Regions from separate parts of the Mus musculus genome. Here regions 1, 3, 4 and 5 are each linked to region 2. Evidence: chromatin contacts called from public ChIA-PET and promoter capture Hi-C data. All regions are on one chromosome and are shown on one strand. Each heading gives the region's core, a stretch centred on a gene start, on an enhancer-like site or on the middle of the called end of the contact. The rest is flanking DNA. Distances are from core to core; before and after follow the strand shown. Region 1 holds the start of Ap2b1 (adaptor-related protein complex 2, beta 1 subunit). Region 2 holds the start of Ddx52 (DExD box helicase 52). Region 3 holds the start of AI662270 (expressed sequence AI662270). Region 4 overlaps Ap2b1 (adaptor-related protein complex 2, beta 1 subunit). Region 5 holds the start of 4930502E09Rik (RIKEN cDNA 4930502E09 gene).

Region 1 (5,511 bases), core at 2,160-4,659, 640 kb after region 2:
GGAATCCAACACCTTCTGGTCTCCCTGGGCACATACGCATGGTACACTGACATATACACACAGAAATAACACCTGTATACATAAAATAGAATAAAATAATAAAAAGAAGCCTGCAACATATATCCTAAATCAAAAATCTCTGCTTTCTAAGAAAAAGAGATAAAGAGAACCAGCTACTTGGGAACCCGAGGTAGGTCTGGAAATTTTAATGAGGGTCTATCTTAAAAATAAAATAAGGCTGGAGATGGCTCAACAGTTAGGAGCACTAGCTGTTCTTCCAGAGGACCTGGGTTCCGTTCCTGCCATGCACTTAGCAACTTATAACCATCTGCCCTCTTCTGGCCTCTGAAGTCACTGAATACACAAGTGGTATACAGACTTACGTGCAGTCAAAATACCCATATAAAAATAAAATAAATAAATAAAGGGCCAGTAGTAGAGGGCTTGCTTAATATAGGAAAAATCCTGTGCTCAATCTTCAGTGGCATTTTGGACCAGGGATATAGCTCAATGCTAAAGTGCTTACCTAGCAGGTATAAGACATCTCCATCATCAAAAGGGGGAGAGGAAGGAAAAAAAAAAAGCAGGTAAATATATCACTCATTTAACTGACACCATAGCCAATAATTGTGATGAAATAATCACCATCATACAGGCAAAGAAAAAAGGTATCCAGTCTATCCTTGCTTTAAGGGGGTGGGAGGGACAAGGAAAAATGAAAATAGTCTAAACAAAAGCAACAGTAGAAAGGAAGGATGGGGGCAGGGATGGCCTGGATCGAAACACATTATATACTTGCATGAATTTTAAGTATTTAATTAAAAGGAGAAGAGGTGGTAATGACAGAACTTTAATGTCCCCGTGACTTTCAACTCACAATGACATATAACTATTTTTTAATCCAAGCCCCCCACACTTGCCGGATAGACACTGATGCCTATAGTAGAAGACACACACACATAAGACACACACACACAAGCCACAAGAGAACGGGAAAAACACAATTTCAACTTGCCTAGTGCTTCAAAACTCAATCTTACTGGGGCAAATTTTTGTTTTTCAGGAAATCCCTAGAAATAAACAAGCCACAATGGAATTTGAACGTACACAATCTTATACGACATGAAACCTGAAAGGTCACTGACTGACTTATCGTGTGGCCTGGGGACATTGTTAAAGGACAGAGCAGCCACAGGGCAAGGCAAGGATCCTTGGACTTGTCCTAGTCCACAGCATTGCTCCACTGCCTTTCCCAGGCCTCCCTGTACAAGGTTATATATCTAGATTAACATAACCTAGTTTCTGATAAATATAGGTTGTCGAAGTCCTTTCTCTCCTTCCAGCCTTCCCTTCCTCCAATTCCCCAAAAGAGCAGCTCAGCAGTGAAACAAGATTAATAGGCTGGGTAGAATACAGTCAGAAAAAAAAAATTATAAGGTCTTAATTTCAAATGGTTCTCTGGAAAATGGCAGCCAGCGTTAGCACTAGCAAGACCACTGTGCCCTCCTTTGCACATGAAGTCAATACTAGCCAGAGTTCAGTAAATTCTAAAGCAGAAAGTCATTCCAGTCACCTCTGCTTACAAGGATGAGTGGTATAAAGACCATTGCTGGCCAGATGTTCATAACATAAGGACAGCAGCAGCCTCAGATTAATTTAGCTTGTCAGAAATAAAACGTTAAAAGCTAAATCCACCTCTGGCTTCTATTTAAATAACTACAAGTTAATTTATTAATATAGGATTATACGGAAAGAAAGAAGCCCAACAGTCTTACACCCAACTGTTATGAAATGCCAGGACATTTTGGAAAACTTAAGCCCAGGAGGAAAGAAGAAAAATGGGGATGCTATCCTCCTTCTGAATGCCCCTTGTCTAACATGGTTCAAATGTGTGCCTTGAGACGAAAGCAAAATCTTTTCCAGAAGAAAAGGATGCGAGGGACCTCTCTGATCTTAATTCATCAGGATATTTACTCTGTTTTAATTTACCACACAACTTGACTGAGCTGTTTGCAGCGCACACTCCCCTCTCTTTCTCAGGGAGTCTACCCTGCAAGGCACCTACTCAGTTCTCAGTTTACATGCCCGCCCGCCTCACTTAGTCATCACTGGAATGTGTTACCGATGGCTGCACCTACTTCACCTGCCGCTTTCTATTATTACCTTGTAAGTGCACCCTAAGGCTAAGCAGTGAACTGCACAGGAGAGCAGTTAATAATTTAAATTGTTCCTCTCTAAGAGACCACCTTCCTTCTTAGTCACTAGCCTTACTGAGCTTACAGTGTGTTCTTTGTCTTTTAAACCACAAAGGTTGCAAAAAAAAAAAAAAAGTTTGGCCACTAAAATAAAAGAAAAAAAAATCTCCCTTCTAAAAGTAAAAAAATTCAGCGAAGCATCCATGACACATTCACACTGCTTCATAACTAAATTGCTTGAGTTTAATAAGAGCCTTCTCCTAAAAAGAGGGCTGCTCAAAAAGCTAATACATCCTGTGAATTCAAAGAATAAAGAAATAGCAGGAAATTCCAGGGTTTTGTTTTGTTTTTTTTTTTTCACTTCTAGTAGAATTTACAGCCTTGCCCAAACTAGACTGCTCCTGATAACCCCAGGGAATATAGGGAGGGGGGAAAAAAAAAAGAAAAACAAAATTCCATGCTAAGATTTATTTTCCCCTCTTACACAGAGGGTGGGGGTGGCCTCAATTATGCAGGTTTCTCCTTCCTTCCTCGAAGTACAGTTAGTCCCCATTCTCTTTATCCACTTCCCCAGGTCAAGAAATCTGTCCAATTTTCACTAGGTAAGGAGAGATGCCTCTTAACCCCAAATACGTGCGACAAGAGAGGTTTCAGTGACCAAACGGTCGCGGGAATCCCTTCTCCCTAGTCGTGGAGACACGTCGGAGCTTCTTTCTCAATGAACAGATGTCAAACGGGAGAGCTGGGTGGTTCTCCCTCGGCCTCCAGCGGCCACACCCCTGGCCTGAGCCTTCCCCAAGCCGGTCTTCGGAACCTTGCTTCGCTCCGAAGCCCCCAACTCCCGCTGCTACACCGGAGCGCAGCCCCAGGCCACCACGGTCACTACGATGGAGGCACTTTCTCCCAGCTTTTCCCTCACAACGGTCACACCCGAGGACTCCTTCCACCCTCAACCGTCACGCTCCTCGGCTCTCCTTTCCTCCTGAGCCTATGACCCGGCTTGGGGCTCCCCTCCCTCACAAGCACCGCGAGTCAGTCAGGGCACACCCCAAAGCCAGCCGCCTTGAACTCACCGGAGGCAAGGGCGGGGTGGCGGCGGCGGCGGCGGCAGTCGGAGAGCACAGCCGGGGTGGTGGTGTAATGGTTTCCTGCCCGTCACGATTCTCTCTAGATCTAAGCCACTGCGCAAAACCCAATTTGCCAGGGACAAAGATGGTGAGCCGGAAGCTTTGGCGTAAGAGAATCTCGCCGCCTGACGTCATCTGGGTGCGCGGGAGAACCAAACGGCCAGGTCGTGTCTGTCGCCTCAGCAACGGAAAGGTTTCCCTGTCTCAGGGATAGGGCAGTTGCCTATACACTCAGGAGACCCGCAGTTGCTTTCCCACCGGATATCTTCAATAAGTGGGTATTTTCGGGATTTATTCCCGTGAACAAGATTTTTGTGAAACCTGTGTGAGATATCCTATTTGCTCAAACACAAACCTCAGCTAATTTGCTTGTAAGGTTAAGAAGCCCATAGAGGTGATAGAAACCAGGACTACAGACGGACGGATGAACTAGGAGACGGCGACTCAAAGATGGCTAAGAAGCATTCAGATCTGAGTTTGAATCCCTACATTGAACAAGACTGGAGAAACTTATTAGCGCCCCCTTCCTGCCCCGCCCTTAGGCTTGAGTGGTATAAGGTACCTAAAACAGGTTGTGGATACAGGTTTCATTAGGAAACTATAAACTGGTACAGGCGTTTAGTTACCATGTCCAGCTTCAAAAGAAAAGAAAGACCAACGTCGGGCTGTGTAACTCAGACAAGCCTAAAACTAAGCCCTCTTGCTTCTTTCTGCCTCTAGAGCACTTTGAACTTCTCTATCTATATACCTAGACTCCAAGGCTTAGTGGTGCTTCTAACCAGGCACCCCTCACTCTACTATTGAACAATCTTTTTTTTTTCATTTTGTTTTTTAATGTGCATTGGTGTTTTGCCTGCATGTATGTATGTGAGAGAGTGTTCCCCTGGAACTGGAATTTCAGACAGCTGTGAGCTGCTATGCGGGAGCTGGTAACAAAATCCAGGTCCTTTGAAAGAGCAGCTAGTGATCTTAACCACTGAACCATCTCTCCAGCCGCCAGATTTGAAACTTAAAAAACTCATGGTAGGACTGGAGAGATGACTCAGTGTTTAAGAGCACTGGCTGCTCTTCCAGAGGTCTTGAGTTCAATTCCCAGGCAATCCCATGATGGGTCACAACCATCTGTAATGGGATCTGATGCCCTCTTCTGGTGTCTGAAGGCAGCTACAGTGTACTTGTGTACATTAAAAAAAAAAAATAAATCTTTATATATTAAAAACAAAAAACTCAAGGCAACTGGGTGTGGTGGCACAAGCCTTTAACCTCAGCAATCAAGAGGCAGAGGTAAGTTGATCTTTGTGAGTTCAAGGCCAGCCTGGTCTACAATGTGAATTCCTGGACAGCCCGGGCTACACAGAAAACTGTCTTTGAAAAACAAAACAGATGACTTAACCCAATTACATTTATTTACTGAGCATCTATTAAATAATTTCCTATGTAACTTACATTTAATATATACTTAAGATCTCCAAACCTGATGGTCAGGCTTAGCCTTTAATGCCTTCTAATAGAAAGGTTAATCATGTGCCTTCTATTAGACTACACATTTGAGACTGGGGTTTTTAATGCATTATTTGGTAACTAAAAACTGGCACATTACCAAATTGAAATAAAAACTGACACTATTTTTCTTTCCAGAACTGGGAAAGGATCCTAGGGCTTCACACACGTCCTACCACTGAGTTATATAACCAACCAGGACATACTATTTTTAACTTTTTCCTTTTCTCATGGAATACAGTTTCCTTTTTATAGAGTAGTCTTGTGGGTCCATTAATCAGGAAATCTTGACCCTCTGGCTAACCATGATTGATCAACTTTAAACCAAGATTGCTCAAATGGGTGTTTTCCCCCTTCCTCCCCCTTTCACCTCTTTCCCCCTTTCCTCACTGCCAGGTAGCCCACTGCCTCAGGCGCTGGGGTTACATATATATGCCAGCACCTTCTGTCAGAAGAATCTGACCGTGGACACAATGAGCACTTGACACTTGTTCACTGTAACAAGGTTACTTGGATGAAACGTTACTAATTCCTGCTAGAGAGAACGCTAAGGGAGTTATATAGTCCTGTTCTTTTTGAGCTATCTTGTTTTGTGAGCTACTCCATTTAAACGTTGCATCTGTACAAGTATGTGTCGGTACCTCAGGAGACCAGAGAGAGCACTGTATCCCTGGAGCTGGGCTTACAGT
Region 2 (5,107 bases), core at 544-3,043:
GCCAGGTAACCAGGGAAACTAAAAGAAGGCATTCCATACCCTGGAACTAAAGTTATAGGCATTGTAAAGTGCCATGTGGGTGCTGGGAATTCAACCTGTATGCTCGGTAACAGCAGTCAGTGCTTTTAACTGCTAGGCCATCTCTCCATCTCCTCTGTGGCATTATTAAGACATAATTTTTAATTTCACTGAGACATAACTTCTAAGGAAGTGATACATATTTTTTCACAGAGTACCTCCACATTAGGATTATTATTCTCCAGAAATAGCAACACCTGTCCAAAAGGCTATGCATGACCATCATTGCAGTAGCAAGTAACAGCCAGTACCTAGGTATAATCCAGATGGCATCAACAAAGGTTGCTAGGTATGTGTTGTCTGACTTACCAGCTTGCACCGTTTTGGAACTGGAAAAAAAATGAGCATTAAGCCAATACTAACCTGAAGTCATCTTCTTTCTCTTTTTCTTCTTGGGCTCCTTACTCCTTTCCAACAGGACCCCTTGTGTTTTCTCCTCATTTGGGGGCTCCTGGTGTATTTGCAATGCTCCACATTCATCTGAGACGGACTTCTTGTTTCCGAAGAAGTCTAGTCCCTTCAGGACCTCCAAAGACTCGGAATCGAATTTCCTTTTTCCTACCTAAAACCCCAAAAGTTTTAAATGAAATTTACTGCCAGAACTGTTTCCATCCAACCGTGACTGGCTGTACGGAGGACGCAGGTTCAGTAATTCGCCTTTTTAACCTTTTCAAACAAGATTCTGTTGAGCTAAGTAGTGTGTTTAGGCAAACAGAATCCTATCAACAACAACAATGAATATTTATATACATTTACTACACGTCAAGGATATTTATTAGATATTAAATTACTTCATCCTCACACCAACCCTACAAGGTAAATAGCAGTGAGACAGAAGAGGGGAAAAAAAAATCCAGGCACCAGCAAGTAACTTAGTGAAGATCTCAGAAGTATTCACTAGCAGGCCCTGCATTTGATCCCAGAAATCCCTGCTCCAGGGTTCAAATGTAACCACAACACTGCAGTCAGGACGAAGAAACACAGACATCACCCTCCACAAAGGCTGTATTTTACAGTAAGGCTTATGTTTAAAATGTTTCACAAGTGAGTCCCAACTGACTTCCTTTCATGCTCACTACTTCTTTAAGAAACCCCCCGCATATCAGGATCACACTTTTGGTTGGCTACTTAAAATGTGGTTGGTTAGAGTGATGAAAAAACAAAACAAAACACCCCAACTCTCCACTGCAGTACAGCTATCTGTACATTAAGTCAAACTTGGGTAGCTTACAGTGAAAGCGTGCTTTCTTAGTTTCTAAGAGGGGTCTCGGAAAGGATTCCAACTTTGTGAGTAAAGTAAGATACCTGGGAATCAAAATGTCTGTGCCAGGCTCAACTGAGTCTACCGGGGCTCAGTAAACAGTCCTTCAGAAGTCTGGGGTAAATCTTAGGTTAAGCTAAATCCCAGGAGGGAAATGCTTGGGGGTGATCGGAGCCTGGCCTCGGGGTCTCCAGCGCGCCGGCTGCCCGGTTGGCGGCGGTCTCAATCTCCGGATCCCGCCCCTTCTCGGTCACGCGGCTCCCCGCGTACAGAAAGTACCTGGAATCGAGTAGCGTCTGCTGAGAAGCGCTTCACGTCGAACTTGGCGCCGGCTCCAAGCCGGCGAAACAGGTCGTAGGAATCCATCTTTACCCAGAAGGCCCCACGGCCTCCCGGCGCCTGCGTTTACCACTTTCTATCCGCGACTGCTTCCGCACAGGCCGTAGCGGAAGTCGCTCCAGGAGGCGGAGCCTGGCTGTGATAGGCGTGGAAAACGTGTGAGCTGGGAATTCGTTCACAAAATCCAAAATCGACGCTTCTTGTGCGTGGGAGTGTGCTAGACGTTTAGTGATAGTTTGATGAGCAACACGCCAATATTCTGCATTTTCGGTTACCGTTTAGAAAGGACAGAGATACTATTAACCAGTTACTGTAACTGAGGAAAATGGAAAGCATCGTGAGGCAAATTAAAAGCTGTGATGGGTTGAGAAGGGGTAGAAGCTAGTTTAGTTAGATTGGTTAAATTCAATCAAATTTGAACTGAGAAGGGGCCACTTTCCCAAGACATGGGAACAGCATTCCAGGGAAGAGAAAACCCATCTGAAGAAGGAAACGGATCTGAAACCTTGTTAGAACAGAAGCCGATCTGAGTTGCTCTCCAGTGCCACAGAAAGAAGGAAAAGGGGGTGGGTGGGGGGAGGGATGAAGGAAGAAATGAAGAAAGGAAAGAAAATTGGAGTAGCTGGAGCTAAGCTTACAGGGGCAAACAAACCAGGTCTCAACGCTGTAACAAGGGCATGATGAAGTATTTAGGTTTTAATCTAAACATGCTGCAAAACCAAAATTCATGGAAGGAGCAACTATCTTAGTTTATCCCATTTGATTTTTAGATTCATTCTCATTGTGTTTGAACTACTCGACTTTTTAAGTTTTGTATAACCTGTCTTCTGGAATGTAAGTCCACAAACATGAAGATCTATTTTTGCTTTATGATTGTATCCCTGGTTCTGTTTGCTTTCCATAAATGTTTGATGAATGAATTCGTGAAAGGGCCATACATGATTATTTGGAGTTATTTGGAGAAGGGACATGGAACAGATAAGAGTAGAAATGGAGACTAAAGTAGCTGTTGCTTTTATCTGGGTTGATAGCTATTCAAATGTGGATGGATTTGGGCTACAGTTTGGATATAGAGTTTAATGTACCTGATGGAGTTTGTGTAGGGTGAGGAAATGGATCCAGAGGTAGCTAAATATTGTGGTTTGAGCTGGGATGATGGCATGCCATTTACTGAACTAAGAAGAAAGGAAGAGCAGCCTTTTGGTGAGAATGAGAATCATGGAATTGTTACGTTTGTAGACATGTAGATCTCTACTTGATTAAGTGAAGACATCCAATTAGGTACTTGGACCCAAGAGTCTGAAGCTCAGGACTGAAGGCTGGAGAAACAAAACTGGGAGACATCAAAATATAAATAATACAATGCATAGACTCAAACATCATATGTCCATATCATTTGTGGATAGATCTATGATATAGAGAGGAGAGGGGGAAAGTTCAGTTCTAGTGAGACTTTCATTCTCGAGGAGAGCAGATGTGGAGTGAGCATAAGATGTCATGAAAATCTCTTCCCTGACTCCTCCTTACAGCTAACAGTGGGGACATCTTACTCTTTTAAATATATTTACTCCCTCTCTATAAATAGTATTTTGAGGAGACAGGAAGATGGCTCAACAGGTAGACACCAACCCTGCAAACTTGATGATCTGACTTTGATCCTGAGAACCCATGCAGAAGAACAGATAAGGCTGTGAAGACGTTTGTAGCATTTAGCTTAGGCAGGACCAAAGTTTATCCACGTTAATACAGTGGAGGTTATGGTCTCTCCCATCCAGTTATAGCCCCATGGTATTAATGGTTCCCTAGAGAGTTAACCTCCCAGGAGCTGAGGAAAGCCCTGTAGGTGGCCTTCCTTACTAGGAAATATTTAGCATTATACCAATGGCCAGCTCACTTTCCTTCTTCCAGAGAATAGATTTGTCTTGCTCGTTGAATTTGTGCTCTATATCCTTTACTTTAAAAGGAGGGACTTGGACTTGGAGCTTGGTTTAAATCTTACAGAGATCCAACTTTGTCTGCTTCCCAAGTGCTGAGATCACAGGCGTGTACCATCACACCTGACCACGTTCCTCTACCGTAGCTTTTTTCTATTGCGCTGCACTTATAGCTCCACATTGGTCCACAGACTTTAAAATTTCTGAAGCTGAGGCAATGTGTCATGCCTCTAAATACATTTGCTGAGTATGAAATCTGTTTCATATTAAGTGGTCATTTTTTAGTCTCTCTCTCTCTCTCTCTGTGTATGTGTGTTGTATGTGTGTGTGAGTGTGTGAGTGTGTGAATGTTCTGTGTGTGTTGTAGTGTGTCTGTGTGGTATATATCCAAGTTTTTTGGAGTGTGCACTTTGATGCATGCACATACACACATGTAGGTGCACATGTATGTGTGTGTCCAGAGACAGACATCAAATGTGTCTCCTCACCTGCACTTCCCTTTTGTATATTTATTAAATTTTATTATATTAATTTCATGTGTAATCATGCATTGCTACAGCATGCGTGGAGGTCACAACCCAGCTTTCAGGAGTTGGTTCCACCCTGTAGTTAACAAGAATTGATTTCAGGTTTTCAGGCTTGGTGGCAAGCATGTTTACTTGCTGAGCCAACTCTCTGACCCTCCACATTTATTTTTAGGATTATTTTATTTTATTGTTTGTGTGTTTTTGCTAGCATGTATGTATGGACACCATATTTGTGCCTGGTGCCCCAATGTCAGAAGAAGGAATTGACTCTCCTGGAACTGGAGTTATAAGTGGTTTTGAGCCACTATGTGAATCCTGGGAACCGAACCCATGTCCTTCATAAGACCAGTCAGTAAGTGCTCGTAACCAATAAGCCATCTTTCCAGTCCCACGTTTATTTATTTATTTTCAGACAAGGTCTCTTTCTGAATCCAAAGCTTCCCCAATTGGCTGGACTTACTAGCCAATGAGCGTCAGGAATCCAACTGTACTCTAAGCTACCTCCCATACCCCTGGTGCTAGGGTTGTGGGTACATGGCACCTTGCTTTGTGTATGGGTTCCCTGGTTCTGAATAGAACTCCTCATGCTCGTGTAGCTGGTAACTTACCAGTTGAGCCAGCTCCCCAGTTCTGTAAGTCTTACTGATCTAATGAAATAGGACAAACCACATAAAGATCTCTATGAATTTAACAGTGGACCTATTTCTTTAGTTGGTGCTTTGCATTAATAGACTGGAATGAATGAAGTCAAATGGGAGCCAACTTACACTATTGCTTGCCTTGACAATGTCCAGCTGACTCATTAAGAGAGCATTTCCTCTTGGGGGGAAAAAAACAAAACTATTTCAAAGTATCGTCAATAAAAGTGGAGAGGAAATTGAATCCTGGTTCTGTGTAACTGGAATTTCTCCAAAAACTAGTATGGTGTGATTGTTGGACACACATGGCTTCTCAACTGTAGCCAGTGA
Region 3 (5,977 bases), core at 772-3,271, 720 kb after region 2:
TGATGTGGTTGTGCTAACCGGTGGGACAAATTCCATGAGTTCTAAGGCTATTTGGTTTTCCTCCTGCATGGAACCAAACATTTGGGTATATATTTTCATTCATCTATCACAGAGGTTCTATTATCCTCCCTGTTCAACCCGAGAATCACAAGAGTCAGTTCCACAAGTTTTGAGTCAAAATTGAAGCAAGCAAATGGATAAAGTGCCTAGTTATCATATCAAACCAGACATGAGCTGCTAGTTTCTCCATGCATCCCTCAGTCCCTGCCAGTTCCAGGGCGTTCCTGGAAGGCATGTTCTGCTCCTACCCTGAACTCTCCAGCTCAGTGTTGGGCCACCTTTCCCCAACTGCACTTCCAATTCAACCATTTTGGTTACCAGACCCATCTCTCTCTCCTTTGGGCTTCCTGGCTGTTGTATTTTATAAAAAGAAAGAGAAGAAGGCAGGGATATGTTTGGTGGAGGCATAGTAAGGTGTTGGGGAAAGGGTCCCTTTGCTGGCTCATGCTGAGGCATCCCTTCCCCCTGAGGTACCAGCCACGGGATGGTATAATATAGAATAGAATGTAGGGCATAGGGATGTGAGTTGAGGGAGTAGAGACAGAGAAAGGCAGAGATAGTAGTGGCTGGCCATGAGCACGTGGAGAGTAGGGAGGGGAATGAGGAGAGGGAGGAAGTGAGTAAGGGAGCAAGGGCAAGAGGAGAAGAGCAGAGAGCAAAAGTGAGGAGGGGGCAAGCAGTCCCTTTTATAGTGAGTCAGGTATACCTGGCTGTTGCCAGAAACTGTGGGCAGAGCCTAGACAAAATGCCAACCCGGGCTGCTGCACCTGGTACCTCTCTTTCCTCCCTCCCTCTCCTCCATCTCCTAAAAAAGCTAGGGACATGTTCATTCTGGACGCTCCAAGAAGATTCTGCCCCGTGGCTCTGCCTCCCTTTCAATCCACAAACTTTCTCTTCCACTATACCTGGGACCAGTCCTCTTCCTTTCTTTTTATTTCTTTTTCTCATACACATGGCGCCGAAAACCAGGACCAGTCATGTTTTCTTTCTTTCTTTCTCTTTTTCATTCAGCCAAGATGAAGGATTTTGCCCAGAACCACTCCGGGTCCCCAGAAAATGGCGGCAGAGGTAGTTTGCAGAGTCATCTAAAGGCGTATACCCATAAAGCCATTTGGCTTTCCCATCAGGTCCAATTAGAAGCAAACACATATCTTTACGTACTTCCTGCTTTTGTACCCAACCCTCCCCCTTAATTCAGGCAGGGGCATGCATGTTTCCTCACTTACCAACTGGGGGCAGGCTCCTAGAAGAAACTTCCATGCCGATGTTTCAATGTTTCGTTTTGGTAACACAAACTAACAGGCAGCCACGAAAACTCTTGACCAAACTCAATGCAGTAAAGAGTGCATTTTATACAGGGCTTTTAATATGAAGTTTCCTCCCCCCCCCCCCCATCTAATATATAGGCTAACTTATAATTGGATTTTTAAAACCTTCAGGTTGGATTTTAAAGTTAGCCTGGATGCGGAGGAAGGAAGGGCCAGCCAGGCGATACAGAGGGACTCATGTGAGCCTTGTGGCAGAAACTAAAACCACATGCTGGTCTCCTTGTCCTTTCTTGACAGCCTTCAGGGAGGGTGACAGGAGCGGTTGCAGGAAGGATGTGATAAATCTCACATACATTCAAAACATTTCTCAGGCCTCATGGTTATTTTCTGTGTTTCCTTCTCTTGCTCTCCATGATCTGAGGATATTGTTCCTTCCGCACTGGTCAGTTTCTTCTAAAGAGGCCCCCCGTGTGATTTCAGTTATATAGCAGGACTTTCTGACCCAGAAGCAGTACAAATGATGACACAGAGGCTATCGGGTATTTTAAAGCTTAAGCCTATAGCTGGGCAGATTTCCAACCAACTTTCTAGTTCATCCCGATTTGTCCTGGCATTACCTTCCATGTGTGGCCAGCTCTGCGTCTCTGCTCCTGTTCAGGTCCATCTTTCATCTCCGAGGCCCCAGGCGACTTTGGCGCCTTTGCTTTCTTTTTCCAGAGTCCCTCCCCAGGAAGTTCTGCCCTCCACTCTCTGCCCAGCTATTGGCTGTCAGCTCTTTATTACAGCCAATAAGCAAGTAAAGAAGGTCTAATATTTACAAAATATAGGACCTCTGATAGGCCACAGAAATAATACTAAGAGGCAGGCAGATTTCTGAGTTCGAGGCCAGCCTGGTCTACAAAGTGAGTGCCAGTGACAGCCAGGGCTACACAGAGAAACCCTGTCTCGAAAAAAACAAAAAAACATAACAAAACAAAAAAACAAAAACAAAAAAACCCCGACAACAACAAAAAAAGAAATAATACCAAGATCCGGCTCGCACTCAGCTGTCTGGCTAGTGCTTAGTTTGCTGATGGTTTATCCCTCAACATTGAGTATATAGAGAGCCACCTTCACATAATGCACCCCTAACTCAACTACAAGGATTTTGCTTTTACCTTTGGTGCCAGATCGTTAGTCCTGGTTTTACTCAGTGCTGGCCAGTGGATGAAATCAAGAGTCATGACCTTTTGTCTTCTCTCTCCTGAGAAGATTCCATACAGCAAGCCTGTAAGCTCCTCTCAGTAGTCTTGGTCCGTATTTAATATTTCATAAATGTTTGCTTTAAATTTGGCCTGAAGTGGTTGCGTTCATTTTTTTTTTTCCCAGCAAAACCCAGTATAAACATAAACCCTGCAGATGCACTCAGGCGATGCTGGGAGGCAGAAATCAGAGTGGCCAAGGACCTGGCACAGTCATCAGTGTTCCAATGTCTAGTTGCACAGCTAAAGTGAGAATTCCCCAGGATGCCTGGTACTCCAGGGATTATGCAAGGATGCCTCTGAAACAGACTCCTGTCCATTACATTCTCCTTGTCAGACTGATGGAACCTCTATGAGACACTAGTCATTTGTTACAGTTGTCTTTGATGTCATGTATATTTTGGTCTCTTAAGTCAATATCTGATCCATCTTTGTGTGTTAAGACTTGGAAGGCTATGAAACTAGATGACACAAGAGGGACTGATGGACCTCTGAAGGAAAGAAGTCCAATCGTTACATGTCATTGTCCTCTCTTATGTATCTATCCTATGTTTGTATGTTCTGACTCAGGGCTGTAAGGCACAGCTGCACCCAGGGCTCCAGGTGGTGCCTAGCTCCACCTTCAGCTGCTTCTTGGGAGCAGGAAAACTGCATTGATAAAAACTTCACATCTCAGAACACTGAGTATGCATAAGGGGATGGGGTTGGATGAAGGATTCACAAGTAAATCCCCGGGCTCAATGGAGAGCTTTGTAAAACCTGGGGTCCCACATGGAAGCCAGGCACTGCCAAACTGCCTTGTCCCTCTTCTGCATCAGGCCAGAACCAGCTCCTGTCCAAGCTATGGATGAGTCTGATTTCTACCCTGTATGTTTAGATGTGGATCTTATGTGTATGAATGTACATGACCATTGCATGCTAGTTTCTGCCTGGTCACGAATTCAAGAATAAATGTTATTTCTTATTCCTTCTGCCAGTTACTTGTGCTCAGAATTCACCTCTGGTTTTCCTGAACACTGGATTTAATATAATAGAAATTCAAATGTTGTTTAAATATGGGTAATATTCAAATTGTTCTATAATGTTCTTCGTTATTGCTGGCTCTGAAAGTGGGTTATAGCTCACCTTTTTCAGACCCAGGCATGATTTTAAACTCCAGGGTCAAATACTAAAAGGATTGACTTATAAATTATCAGATATGGTTAAAAAAATCTATAATATCTATAACAAAGAATTAAGTTAAAGCTAGTAGTAGGTTGAGCCATTAAAAGCTTATACTTCAATATATTTAAAACATGCTGCATGATTCTACTCTGGGACATAAGCAACATGTGGCTGTCACAGACTTGACTGTGAGATAAGGCAGTGTCCTGTATGATTTAGTTTGTTGGGAGGTGCCTGTGGCTCAAGGGTGTCAGCAGATTCCAGGTTCTGCATTTTTATTGTTGTTTTTCATTTTAAGTACAGAGCATCGTGGTCACAAAAGTTCACTTTACAATTTCATCATCACTAGGAATCTAACCACAATTATGATCCCAATGTTTGTTTTAGGAAAACAGTTGGTTCTAAGATGATGTAATATGTTATATACCCATTAGATGGGGATATTACTTTTTCTTTTCAAAAATAGATGTTGGATTGGGGAGATGAATCCAAAATTAAATCAAAATTACAAATATATTTTTTAAAGATTTACTTATTTTACTAATACGAGTACACTGTAGCTGTCTTCAGACACACTAGAAGAGGGCATTGGATCCCATTACAGATGGTTGTGAGCCACCATGTCATTGCTGGGACTTGACCACAGGAAGAGCAGTCAGTGATATTAACCGCTGAACCATCTCTCCAGGTCCACAAATATATTAAGAATGTCAAAACTGTGTTTACTTACTTACTTGGATGTTATGTTATGGATGAGTGTTTGCCTGAATGTATGTAAATGACCCACATGCATGCCTCAGGCTCGCTGTGGACCAAAGAGTGTAATGGATCCCAGAAACTTGAATTACAGATGGTTGTGAGTTGCCATGTGAGTGCTGGGAATACAAGCCTGGTTCTCTGGGAGAGCAGCCAGTGCTCTTTACTGCTGAACACTTGCTTCTGCTCCTAAAATGTAGCATTATAAAAAATTAGCAGTGCTTAAATGTATCTGTATGCAGTTGTGGGGCTGGGTGTTCACAGCTACACCACCATGTGGCAGTCAGAAGACAACTGGCTTGAGTCAATTTCTCTCTCTCCTGCACAGAGATCCCTGGGGCTGGGCTCCTCAGGCAAGGTGGCAGCTGCCTCCATCCACTGAGCCATCACTTCACTGGCTCCCACTCATAAGTCTTTCCCCAAGGTTTGTCCTGTTGACCTGAAAACCTGACTCTGCAGCCAAGCATGCCATTACTAGGACTCCTTGCTTTTTCTTAGTCCATGTCACTACCCAGGTCCTTGCCCCACACTGTTACAGCCATCCTTTACTTGGCTTCCTCCTTCTGACTTTCCTATGTTAATGGAGCTCCTGAACTGCCACCCAAAGAGGCTCTCTTTAGGCAGGCAGCTGCTGCTTTTGTTGAAACTCTCTGCCAATGATCTCCCATGAGTTCCAGCAGCCTCGAGAGTGCAACAACTTCCTAGTTCATCCATGATGTACCCCACAACTGTCATGACTTCACACTGATGTCACCTCCATGAAACAAGTGTTTCTAACGTGTCTCAGCCCCAGTGGCTGTTGTGTGAAGGAAGAATGGTTAGGTGTCCTTTAGACCAGCTACTGTGACAAGTGTCAATAGGTGCTCATGCAGCTGTGATAATGTGTCTTCTCACTTCCTTGGTCTTCAAAGGTCTAAGCCACAATTCTGAAAATCACAATCCCAAGTCATCAAAACATTTTAAACCGCAAAGCCTGGAAATATTATCCTGGAAACCCAATAAGAATTCTTTAAGAGAATTTGATGATGATTTGTAAGGAACATTTATTTTAGAAACATATTAAAATGGCATAACCTTTGTTTGGTATCCAAATTTTGTTAAGTATAACTTCGCAGGGTGAACAATGAAGCTTCGTTGAAGTAAGATATAAGCAGAAGAAGTGTATTCATAAAAACACAGATCTAAATGGGACCTCATAAAATTGCAAAGCTTCTGTAAGGCAAAGGACACTGTGAATAAGACAAAAAGGCCACAAATAGACTGGGAAAGAATCTTTATCTATCCTAAATCATATAGGGGACTAATATCTAATATATATAAAGAACTGAAGAAGGTGGACTCCAGAAAATCAGATAATCCCATTAAAAATGGGGCTCAGAGCTAAACAAATAATTCTCACCTGAGGAATACCGAATGGCTGAGAAACACCTGAAAAAATGTTCAGCATCCTTAATCATCAGGGAAATGCAAATCAAAACAGCCCTGAGA
Region 4 (5,411 bases), core at 2,094-4,593, 620 kb after region 2:
GTTACAAGCACGCGCTGCTTCACTAGAGGATCTGCTTCAGTTCCCAGCACCCATGTCTGCGGTTTGCAGCCTGGAACTCCAGCTACAGGGGATCCAATTCGTCTTTTGGCCTCGACACTCACACACATACACAGAACAACAAAACAAATCATGTATGTTGGTTTCACTGCTGTAAAGCCTGCTGAACCAAAGACAAAACAACTCCTCAGGTAACAATATGACAGCATGTCCACTCTCTATCAGCAAGCAACGAATAATATGCTGAAACACCTAACCTCTGTTAGCCTAGGAGGGTAAACATGAGGTTTCATCTGGCAAGGACGGATGTACTGAGCCCTCCAAGAGAAGGCTTGCCATATGGTTTCAGTATCCCTAGTGTACAGAATGCTTACAACATGAACATTGTTGCTCACTGCCAGGAGTTCATCCCTTGAAACACAAGCTGCTTATCTGCAACGCAGAGACAAGCTACATCAAACGTCACCTCTGAAAAGGCTACATGAGATAGAGAAGACTCGGTCCTTGGGAAACTACCTTCACAAAGCTGTTGACAGCCATGATGGCCATGTCTGGCTGACTCTTGGCATAGTTCATCAGATAGAGGTACACGAGCTTCTTTAGTTCCAGGTTGTCAGTCTGCATGCAGTTCACCACATCTGGGAAGAGAGAGCTGAGGAGAGAGGAAAAGGGAATTGAGTGAAACAGCATCAGTGCTAAGCTGTTATACAGATGACAGTGTTGGCTTCCAGGATGATTTGACAGGAGGGCAGTGGTTCAGTGCTGATAATTCATTTTCATGGAAATGAGGAACTAAAAAAATAAAAAATAAAAAGTATTATTGGCTGCCAACTCTCTAAATTGCTCTGTTTTGTAGTGTATAGGTCAGGGCCTTGTGTGCAGTAGGCAAGCATTTTACTACTAAGCTGTATCTTCAGCCCTCACAATAGTTTTTGTGGGAGGGAAAAAAAAAAAAAAAAAAAAAAAACGGTTAGAAAAAAATCTGAGCCAGGGCTTGAGAATGGCTCAGCGGCTAAAAGCACTGACTGCTCTTCTAAAGGTCCTGAGTTCAAATCCCAGCAACCACATGGTGGCTCACAACCATCCGTAATGAGATCTGATGCCCTCTGCTGGGGTTTCTGAAGACAGCTACAGTGTACTTACATATAATAAATAAATCTTTAAAAAAACAAAAACAAAAACAAAAAACTGAGCCAGGCAGTGGTGGCACATGCCTTTAATCCCAGCACCTGGGAGGCAGAGGCAGGTGGATGTCTGAGTTCGAGGCCAGCCTGGTCTACAGAGTGAGTTCCAGGACAGCCAAGGCTACACAGAGAAACCCTGTTTCGGAAAACAAAACAAAACAAAACAAAACAAAACAAAAAGTCTGAGAGCAATGGAAGGAGCCCAACAGATGCTGGCACAGGCCTCATCTTGTTTCACATATGCCTTCAGACCACATTCCACCTCCTGTCTAGTTGCCCTCGATTCTTTCTCCAGTGATGGAGACAAAGGCCAGGGCCTCATACATGCTAGGGAAGTGCTCTGCCACTGAGCTATATTTCAAACTTCGAGATTATTTTAAAACGAATCATACAAAGTATATTTCTTATGAGCTACAAGCCTAGCACTTGGCTCTGAGACAGGGTCAGGCTATGTATAGTTTATGCTGACCTGAAACAACTTACTACGTAGGCCAAGAGACCTTGAACTCACTATTCTCCTACCTCAGCTTCCTAAGCACTGAGATTTCAGATGTACATCATTACTGCCAACCTCTAGTTTCATCTACAATCATTTAGGCATACTCTAAGAAAAATAATTAGCTTTATCAACAGCCCCCACCAAAAATTACAATTTCCACATCAATTCACTGTGGTATCAAAGCATTCCAACAGTTATACTGCACATTTTCAGTTTAATGCACATTTTCTTCACTGTTGGCCAGGAGGAATTAAGTAGGTCCCGAGTCCTTGTGATGTGAGCCTATGTTTTCAAGTGTGTCTACGCTTTCTCCTATGTTCAAGTTTGAAATTCTTCTTTTTTTTTTTTAAGATTTATTTATTATTATACGTAAGTACACTGTAGCTGTCTTCAGACACCCCAGAAGCGGGCATCAGATCTCATTACAGATGGTTGTGAGCCACCATGTGGTTGCTGGGATTTGAACTCAGGACCTTCAGAAGAGCAGTCAGTGCTCTTACCCACTGAGCCATCTCTCCAGCCCAAGTTTGAAATCCTTAATCAAGATCTGGAATCAGTCATTTCTCCAAGGTGTCTGATTTCCTTGTAATAGAGTTTATGGATATATTTACTTGTATTCAGTATTATGCATTTACAAAATGGGGCATAGTCAAATATAAACGGTCTGTTCATTTCCCAAGTACTAGCCATCTTTTCATAATTTACCATTTCCCTATAAGAAATGTCTAAGCCGGGCATGGTGCACACGCCTTTAATCCCAGCACTTGGGAGGCAGAGGCAGGCGGATTTCTAAATTCAAGGCCAGCCTGGTCTACAGAGTGAGTTCCAGGACAGCCAGGGCTACGCAGAGAAACCCTGTCTCAAAAAAAAAAGAAAGAAAGAAAGAAAAAGAAATGTCTAACTACACTCACAAAGTAGCATCATTAGCATAAAAGGACTGAAGTTCCAAGTTTGGATTCTAAAATGAGTCATATTTAAAAAACAGAATTAATCCCAGTACTTGGGAGGCAGAGGTAGATGAATTTCTGAGTTTGAGGCCAGCCTGGTCTACAGAGTCAGTTCCAGGACAGCCAGGGCTACACAGAGAAACCCTGTCTGGAAAAAAAACCAAAAACACAAAACAAAACAAAAAACCAGAAGTTAACTATAAAGTTAGCAAATAGCCTTCCCTTATTAAAATACTTTAAGATTCTAAATATTTCTACATATCTTACATATATAAAAAAAATGCCTGTTAGTATATTTCACATAGTACATGTCTTGTCCACACAAAAAGCAGACTAGAGAAGCTATGCTTTCCGTCCTAAACATGATATGTTTTCTTAATTACGTAAGTGCATCGGCATGTCAGGTGGAGGTCAGAGGACCACTTTGAGTGTCACTTCTCCTCTTGAATCATGTGGATCCTGGATATTGATTTCAGGTGACTAGGCGATCTCTCTGCTCTAAAAATAGAAAGTATTTACAAGAAGGAAGATGGGCTGCAAATTCAAAAAGAATCCATCAAATCTCCAATGAACCTCTTGACTTCTATTCTGAGAGTAGGCAATTATTTGCTTAGCGGTATAGTTTCATACACATGGAGAGAACTGAAACTCTCTCAGAAGTGGGTTTTTTGTTTGTCTAAGAGAACATGCAGATGCAGAGTGGCTGCAGCACCAGTCAGTGATTACAAAACGTTATCAAATATGCGCTTAGCAGTCCTAAGTGCTGCTAACAGCCCACACAAGAAGACTAAAGCTTGGAACACTGGTACGTGCTTAACCCCAACATCTGGAAGGCTAAGGAAGGAAGATGCCAGCTCAAGTCCTGTCTGTACTTCATGAAGAGTTCAAAGCTGGCCTCAGTAACTTAGTGAGACTCTCTCTTGAAATAAAGAGAGCTGGGAAGGAGTTTAGTAATAAAGGGTTTGCCTAGCATAAGCAAGGTCATAGGTTCAATCCCCAGTACCAACAAGGGAAAATTGTAGTATATTTCAAAGGTTTATGGTCATTACTTTAAAGAGGAGTAACACTTCCAAATTTTCTCAGTTTTTCCTTTCTGAATGACGATAGTATGACCCACATAAACAAAAGTTTTCTGGAGATCTGGGGGAAAGTGGATGCTGAAGGAAGGGCTCTTGAGACCAAAAAGCTGAGAGCTGTCCCTATAAGCAACAGAAACCCAGATAACAGCAGTGGGACAGGATGCTCCAAAGATCCTGATGTCCTGAAGTAGGTTTCTGCTAGTCCTGTTTCACATGTTAGCTTAGGCTACTGCTATGCAGAATTCAAAGGTTGATAAAATTTTCTAAGAGGCCAAAATAATAAATATTTTAGACTTAGTAGACCAAGAATCCACTTAAATTAACAAGCATAAGCCAGGCATAGTAACACACTTTTAATTCAGCATGTGGAGAGCAGAGACAGATGGATCTCTGAGTTCAAGGCCATCCTAGTGAGTTCCAGGATAGCCAGGACTTCATAATAGACTTTGTCTCAAAGATAAGATAAAATAAAATAAATCTTAAGCCTATTTTATAAGTTATTTTAAAGTGAGTGTTATTTTTATCAATGAGGAAGATGGCAATGTCTTACATTTGATTCAAGGTTTGTACATGTATGTGGAGGTCTGAGACAGGACAGAAGTGCTTCTCTGCTGGGTTTAGGGGACTAAAATAGGTCATTAGGCTCTGCAGAAAATGACTTTACCCACTGAGCAACCATATCAGCCCCTTGTTTAAACACTCATAAGTCTCTATAGCACCTTTTTAAGTTGACACAGCTGGATTCTCATGTCACTACCTCTGCTGGGGAACGTTTTAGATGATGTGTAAGAAGAAAACACAGCTTCATATAAATATAGGACTTGGAAAATAAAGAAATAGCTTAGTGTCTTTTTAAAATAAATGGATATTGTTTTCTATATGTTTATTTTATCTTATTTGCAGTAGTGTTTTGCTTGCATGTATGTATGTGCACTACATATATGCCTGACACCTGAGGAGGTCAGAAGAAGGTACTAAGAGCACTGGACCTCCTGGGTGCTGGGAACTGAACCCAGGTCCTTTGCAAGAGCAACAAATTACTCTTGACTACTGAGCCATTTCTCCAGTACCCTAATCACAGAATAATAAAAACACAGCTTCAGTATATGTGTACATACACACACACACACACACACACAAACAGGCACATATGCAGGCATACACACACACACACACACACACACACACACACACACATTTTTTTAAGAAAGGGAAACTGCTGGCAGGATGGGCCAGATGACCTCAGGTGGCAGGAGAGAACAGACTCGAGAGCAGTCCTCTAACCTCCACAGGCACACACACGTACATAAATAAACAAAATACCTATATCTGATAAAATACAATTTTACTGTATCATGAACAAGAGTCATGAATGAACTGCTCTTTTCTTTTTTTCTTGGAGTGAAAAAGAGAATGACTCTCCCCGCCAGCACCACTGCCTGGATTCACGGTAAGGTGGTGGCAATTCTTACCATCACTGAAAAGCTCAGAATGGTAAAGGGGAAAAGAGAATCAAGATTTATAAAAACAGCTTTTATCTCATGGATCTGAGAGGGCGTTATAGACTGTGGAGCCTGCACTTTAAACAGCTCACTAGTCACAGAAGCAAAAATTAATAATGGTCAAGGGAATGTTGGCTCCCACCTTGAATCCAACAACAGAATATAGAGCTGCAAAGCTAAGA
Region 5 (5,917 bases), core at 1,036-3,535, 890 kb before region 2:
TGGGCACTTGCATATAAATGCACTTGGCACACAACACACAGACTAGGTTGAATAGCACTGCAAATGCATAGTTAGGGCTTTGTGCCTCTGTGACAATTCTTGGCCCCCCAGACAATGTAGTAGGACGTGATGTCTGGACAGTGGGGCTGGCCAGAGTGAATTGTAGGGGCTCCCTGTCCATTAGATTCCAGATGGGCAGCAGTGATGCTTAAGTTCCGTTTTCATCATTGGCATCCTTTGTCGGTAAGGCCTCATTGCCCCTCAGACTGGCCTTCAACTGAAGATGATCCTCTTACCTCAGCCTCATGAATGTATGGTGTGTTTACAGGTGTGAGTCACCACACCATAGGTAGTTAGTTGATGGCATTTCTTTAATCAAGCTTTGGAATTGTCTTTAAAATGGATTGTAGATCACTGAGCAACATCAAAACAACTTTGGAAAGATACTCTCAGCTAGGCATTTTTTTTTTTTCTTTTTTTATTAGGCATTTACTCTGCCAGCTGAACTACACTCCTGGCTACATAAGATCTGCAAAAGCAATAGTTTTAATATTGCCCTTCCAGCCATATGAAGGATAGCCAGATGGGTGCTTAGTGAGTGAAAAAATTTTATTCCTATTTTAAAAATGCATTGGTATTCTTGATTGCCTGTGTAATTGTGTGAGGATATTAGATCACTTAGAGCTGGAGCTGCAGACCTTTGTAAGCTGCTAGGTGAGTGCTGGGAATTGAACCAGGGTCCTCTAGAAGGACAGGCAGTGTTTTTAGCCTCTTGAGTCATCTCTGGCCCCAAGTGAATTTATTTTTTTTCTTTTAAACTCAGGGTCTCACTAGTTCACACTAACCTCAAGTTTACAATTCTGCCTCAGCCTCCTAGGACTGCATCAGCATGGGTTGTGTGACTGTGGTAGGCACGCACGCGCCTGGTCTTTGAGCTTCTTATCCATGTCCAGAAATCATAAAGGATGGCTATCTGAAGAAGGTAGACATCAAACAGTTTGTTGGTTTTTTATTTTTATTTTTTGTTGTTGTTGTTTTGTTTTGTTTGAGACAGGGTTTCTCTGTAGCCCGGGTTGACCTGGAACTCACTGTACACCAGGCTGGCAACAAACTCAAGAGATCTGCCTGCTGAGTGCTGAATCAAAGGCATGTACCACCAGCTGGCATTATCAGGCATGTATGGGTACACTGTTGGTGTCTTCAGACACACCAGAAGAGGGCATCGGACCTTTTTCGATAGTTGTGAGCCACCACCATGTGCTTGCTGGGAATTGAACTCGGGACCTCTGGAAGAGCAGCTAGTGCTCTTAACTGCTGAGCCATCTCTCTAGCCTTCATCACACTTCTCTTTTTTTTGTTTGTTTTGTTTTGTTTTGTTTTGTTTTGTTGTTTTTCACACTTAATGTGCCAGTATACTTACTGTGTTTGAGAAAGGGGCTCATGTTTCAGTTGGCCTGGAATTCACTCTCTACTAAAGGATGGCCTTGAACTCGTGGACCTGTCTCTTATGTCCCCTTACCGGCTTGTGCCACCATGCCTTGTGGTAGAGCTCTGTTGGCTCCTGCACAAAAGAAAAACAAAAATATTGTTTTTGTTGTTTTTTTCGAGACAGGGTTTCCCTGTATAGCCCTGGCTGTCCTGGAACTCACTCTGTAGACCAGGCTGGCCTCAAACTGAGAAATCCACCTGCCTCTGCCTCCCGAGTGCTGGGATTAAAGGCATGAGCCACCACGCCCGGCTCAAAAATCTTATAAGGGTATATTATGCATGCTGTTTAAAGTTATGGCTACCACGTGATATTCAAGTTGTCAGCTTCTGCGGGTGACTATTGATGTACATCGTGTAACATTTGCGCCGTTGTAGGACTGGGAGTGGTTGATGTCAAGGACGGTTGAAGACGTGGTGCCATTTAGGTGTAGAGTACTTGGGTATTTTAACCATTTACTTGGCCAGTGAAGCCAAAGGATCAGGTACAGTGAACAATAACCCTTCCTCAGGTCAACTGGCCTTGATGGCAGAGGCCCTTAAGCTTTTTGGATTGAATCCTTACTGTCAGTCACCAGTGGTTTGGGAGGGCACTGGAGTAACCTTTAGATCCCCCATCCTGTCCTCAGGCCTTTGGAAGTAGGGCTGATTGAGCAAAGGAGGCCTTGAGTGCGTGCGAGCGTGCGTCCTCTTCCTCGCAGATGGAGGCTCTCCACCGCAAAGGGAAGCGCTCACGGTAAAAGCAACTCCACCGGCTGTCAGGCCCCACTTCCGCGGTGGGCCCCTATCCTCAAGGCTGTGCGGTTTCCGCCTGTCGCGGGAAGGACGGGCTCGTGCGCGGGCGTGGGCGTGTCCGGAAAAGGTGGCCACTCGGACGCCATGTGGCCCAATGCGGAGGTCCCGAGGGCGGAGCCCGGGCCGGAGGCCGGGCCAATAGTGGGTGGGTCTAGGCGCAACTCCAAGTTGCCGGCGTCCCCCACTGCAGTGACCAGGGAGCCACCGATCTTCAGTAACCCCAGACTAAGCTCCCCGCTCCCAGTGCCTGGTTCGCCGAACGAGGTGGGCAGACGGCTCGGGACCATGACTAGAGCTGGCATGGAGCGGTGGCGCGACCGGCTGGCACTGGTGACGGGAGCCTCGGGGGGCATCGGTGCGGCCGTGGCCCGGGCATTAGTCCAGCAGGGACTGAAGGTTGTGGGTTGTGCCCGCACCGTTGGCAACATCGAGGTAAGGCTCCGCCAGGCAGCGGGGACGCTCTTGGGGGAGGGGGGAGTACGTCGTTTCCATGGGGCAGGGCTTTGAGTGAGGGGAGGGAGAGTTGCCGTGGCCGGAGCCAGAGACCCTGCTCTTTTTGAGCCTACTACCCTAGGGCCATTTGCAACGGCCTTGAGAGCAGGAGTGCTGTTTAGTAGCGAGAGGACCTAAGTTCTCTCTAAGTTCTATTTTTATAAGAGCCATTCACTCCTGATAGTTCGTGTCGCAGCAGAGTACCAAATCCTGACCCCTGGTATTCTCTTCCCTTACCCCTGCCATCTTGTGCCCCCTATACTGGCAGGTGAAAGAGGAAGCCAGAGGTCAAGGGCTAGCTAGGCAGCCAGGGAGAAGGGGGAAAAAAAGAAAAGAAAAAAAAAAAAAAACTGGCTAGTCTAAGTGACTAGGTTAGTTTCATCTTGTCCCCAAACCTCACCCAAGCCACACCGAGTAAAGTGCTGGCCAACCAATGAACAAGAAGCTAGTGTTTGACCCATGACTGAGGGTGAGGTTAGGGTGGAAGCTAGCTCTCCTTTTAATTCAAATCTGAGCTCAACTCACATGCCATGAGCCTAAAGAGTGAATGGAATATTTACTTGTAGATCTCTTTCTCTCTCTCTCTCTCTCTCTCTCTCTCTCTCTCTCTCTCTCTCTCTCTCTCTTTTCTGATTCATTTTCCTAGGTGGGACTGAGTAGGTGAAATAGGGCATTAAACCTGTAAGTCTTGAGAAAATAAAATGTTACGGATCCAGAACTCCCTAGTTTTTCTCTTAACATTCTTTTGGGGGTTCCTGGAGTTATGAGCAGCATCAGATCAGAAAAGATAGGGAGGAGATGCCATTTGGGAGAAGACAAGAGAAATTCCCATTATTTGCCCTGGCAGGACCACCTGCAGGGCTCTATCTTCACCATGGCTCAAAGTCCTCTGACAGAAAAGGGTAAGGAGGCCTTGGGTGGAGGCAAAGGGAGAAGTTGTTGCAGGAAGGAGGACTGTCCCCTCCCCAGCTACTGGCCAAAGGTACACTTTATAGCCTCTCAGATAATCCCAAGGTCACCTGCCTCCACCATTGCCTCACTTCACCCTTCTCCTTCCCTGGAGAAGCACAGGGCCCAGCCCCATCTTTGGAGCTGAGAGGATTAAGGCCAGGATTGGACAACTGGATTCCCTAGGTTTTTTTTGTTTGTTTGTTTTAGTTTTGATTCCCTAATTCTGAAGCCAGTCTTGCCTTCTTTTCCACTTCTCTACCCTAAACTAGCCAGCAAAGGGATTCCCCGAATCCTAAGGGAATCTCCAAGCAGATCAGTCAACCCTAGGGTGGCTGCATGTCATTAAGAGAGAACCTCTTTGCTGTGTGGGGACAGCCCTGATTTCAGGTCATTTTGGAGATCAGATGGAGATGGCAGAAGTGAAGCAAGGAGGGACAATGACAGAGAGATGGATAATGTTCTACACATACACACACACACACACACAGACATACATACACATAGACACACAGACATACACACAGAGACACACGTATACATAGAAACACACGCAGATGCACAAACACACACACAGACATACGCACATAGACAGACATATACACATACAGACACATAGACATACATACACACATAGACACACACACACAGACATACACACAGACACACACATATATACACAGACACACACACAGATACAAACACATAGACACAGAGACATACACATACAAATAGATAAGTATACACATAAACACATAGCTTTGCTGCTGAGGACTTTTAGTCTGGAGGGAGATGAATTCCTTTTCTGGGTTCTTGCTTACTATCTGTTTTTATTCATTGATGAATTTGCTGATATTAAAACTAAGTTTGGGTTCTGGTATTCTACTGGGAGAAATCCTATTCTGTGAGGTAGACATGGACAGTAAAGTCAGGTGGAAGGGGGCTTCTGAGTCCCAGAGGGGCACTATTTTTTAAAAAATTATTTATTTATTATTAGTTGTACGAGTACACTGTAGCTGACTTCTGACGCACACCAGGAGAGTGTATCAGATCCCATGACAGATGGTTGTGAGCCACCAGGTGGTTGCTGGGAGTTGAACTCAGGACCTCTGGAACAGCAATCAGTGCTCTTAACCATCTGGGGCATACCATTTCTTAACTCACAGAAAGTTACAACAGCCACCTATCTAGTTCTAGGACATCCAGAACTACATAGAGAGACTCCATCTCAAAAAAAAAAAAGAGCAGGAAAGAATTTATTTGGTCACCTGATTGAGCCTTTTATTTCTAGCTTCACTGGGGAGGAGGAGGGCTCTAGGCCAGGGCAGTTGGCCAAATTGGCTTTCCTCTATGGCAGCTTCTCCCCGCACCCCGCTGCAATCACACAGTCACCTTCACAAGGCTCAGTCACTCACTGGCCTCCCACAGCCTACTTGCTTCCAACTTCTAAATGTCAGTTCCCTCCAAGCTCAGTGGCTCTGCTTTCTCAGGGCTCTACGGAATGTCCTGAGGATATGCACAGGGAGTGTCTAAGAGTAGGTGGGGAAAACTCAGGATGGGGCTGGGGTAGTAGAGATTAGAGAGTCTGTCTTGACATCCTGACCACTTGTAGGGAGAAAGAGGAGCACTCCGTTGAGAGCTGTGTATAGGACTCACCTTTAAGTTCTGTCTGCCTCCTGGGAAGAGAAAGTGGCAGTTCAGAGCTGAGCCCTTCTGGGAGGGACTGGCTGATGTTAAAGAGAATTTGGGCCCTGGAGTAACCAGCTCAGCATGTCTTGGCAGTCAGTGGTGGAGGAATGACATGGGGCCAGAGGTATATGTAGATTTACTTCCAGGTATTAGAAGGTGTCAAGAGAATCTCCTTCGCATCTCAGGATCCCTGCCTCCCCCCTTTTCCTTAGCACTGAAGACTTTCACGTATATGTGAGACTCCTTCTTGATCGGCTTGATTATTTTCCTTCACTCAGGGAGTGTCCTCAGCCCCTTAGACTTTGACCAAACAGACCAAGCTTTGGGGATGGGCAGACCCTGCCTCTCTCGTATGGCCAAAAGGTGGCTGCCACTAGAGCTCTCTGGGTAGTGACCTGGGAGGGAAGGCTGACCCTGGGTGGGGAGGTTTGGGAGTGAGCAGCACACCCCAGTTAGACTCCTGTTGGGTTTCATAGGAGCTGGCTGCTGAATGTAAGAGTGCAGGCTA

The links. Promoter capture Hi-C pulls out the DNA fragments that hold promoters and counts their contacts. ChIA-PET counts read pairs in DNA pulled down with a chosen protein or histone mark.
Region 1: an RNA polymerase II ChIA-PET map of memory CD8 T cells shows a contact between it and region 2, with 37 read pairs. The contact joins the promoter of Ap2b1 here to the promoter of Ddx52 in region 2. A contact is called at or near these places in 4 of 39 promoter capture datasets (the C10 cell line, hippocampal neurons, liver and 1 more), 2 of 484 Hi-C or Micro-C datasets (cerebellum and liver), 2 of 115 datasets of contacts at active chromatin or transcription factors (astrocytes and memory CD8 T cells) and 2 of 9 other capture datasets (adipose tissue and liver).
Region 3: a contact with region 2 is called in a promoter capture Hi-C map of pre-B cells, with 2.6 times the contacts expected there. The contact joins the promoter of AI662270 here to the promoter of Ddx52 in region 2. A contact is called at or near these places in 1 of 39 promoter capture datasets (pre-B cells) and 1 of 115 datasets of contacts at active chromatin or transcription factors (memory CD8 T cells).
Region 4: a contact with region 2 is called in a promoter capture Hi-C map of neutrophils. The contact joins the enhancer-like site here to the promoter of Ddx52 in region 2. A contact is called at or near these places in 13 of 39 promoter capture datasets (the 3T3-L1 cell line, 3T3-L1-derived adipocytes, the C10 cell line and 7 more), 4 of 484 Hi-C or Micro-C datasets (cardiomyocytes, cerebellum, gonadal supporting cells and 1 more), 2 of 115 datasets of contacts at active chromatin or transcription factors (the 230-238 cell line and large pre-B cells) and 2 of 9 other capture datasets (adipose tissue and liver).
Region 5: a contact with region 2 is called in a promoter capture Hi-C map of pre-B cells, with 6 times the contacts expected there. The contact joins the promoter of 4930502E09Rik here to the promoter of Ddx52 in region 2. A contact is called at or near these places in 9 of 39 promoter capture datasets (the 3T3-L1 cell line, the SN4741 cell line, cranial neural crest and 6 more), 1 of 484 Hi-C or Micro-C datasets (double positive thymocytes), 5 of 115 datasets of contacts at active chromatin or transcription factors (embryonic hindbrain, embryonic midbrain, forebrain and 2 more) and 1 of 9 other capture datasets (adipose tissue).

The regions. Positions count from the first base shown.
Region 1 is chr11:83,300,595-83,306,105 of GRCm38.p6, reverse strand. It overlaps Ap2b1 (adaptor-related protein complex 2, beta 1 subunit), which reads right to left and starts at 3,409. Exons shown (of 22, transcript NM_001035854.2): 1 at 3,269-3,409.
Region 2 is chr11:83,938,776-83,943,882 of GRCm38.p6, reverse strand. Ddx52 (DExD box helicase 52) reads right to left here and starts at 1,793. Exons shown (of 15, transcript NM_030096.2): 1 at 1,619-1,793; 2 at 442-640. The coding sequence starts at 1,705.
Region 3 is chr11:83,219,620-83,225,596 of GRCm38.p6, reverse strand. It overlaps AI662270 (expressed sequence AI662270), which reads right to left and starts at 2,021. Exons shown (of 4, transcript NR_015519.1): 1 at 1,946-2,021; 2 at 1,287-1,387; 3 at 966-1,145; 4 at 1-63.
Region 4 is chr11:83,317,198-83,322,608 of GRCm38.p6, reverse strand. Ap2b1 (adaptor-related protein complex 2, beta 1 subunit) reads right to left here. Exons shown (of 22, transcript NM_001035854.2): 4 at 535-670. Among named protein-coding and RNA genes, the nearest start is that of Ap2b1, 17 kb to the right of the region's middle. Within about 2 kb of position 3,343, at least 4 of the 459 cell types and tissues checked have an H3K27ac peak or open chromatin away from gene starts, as enhancers often do.
Region 5 is chr11:84,825,546-84,831,462 of GRCm38.p6, reverse strand. It overlaps 4930502E09Rik (RIKEN cDNA 4930502E09 gene), which reads right to left and starts at 2,285. Exons shown (of 3, transcript NR_046281.1): 1 at 2,051-2,285; 2 at 1,421-1,561; 3 at 595-973. Dhrs11 (dehydrogenase/reductase (SDR family) member 11) reads left to right here and starts at 2,460. Exons shown (of 7, transcript NM_177564.5): 1 at 2,460-2,712; 2 at 5,886-5,917. The coding sequence starts at 2,566.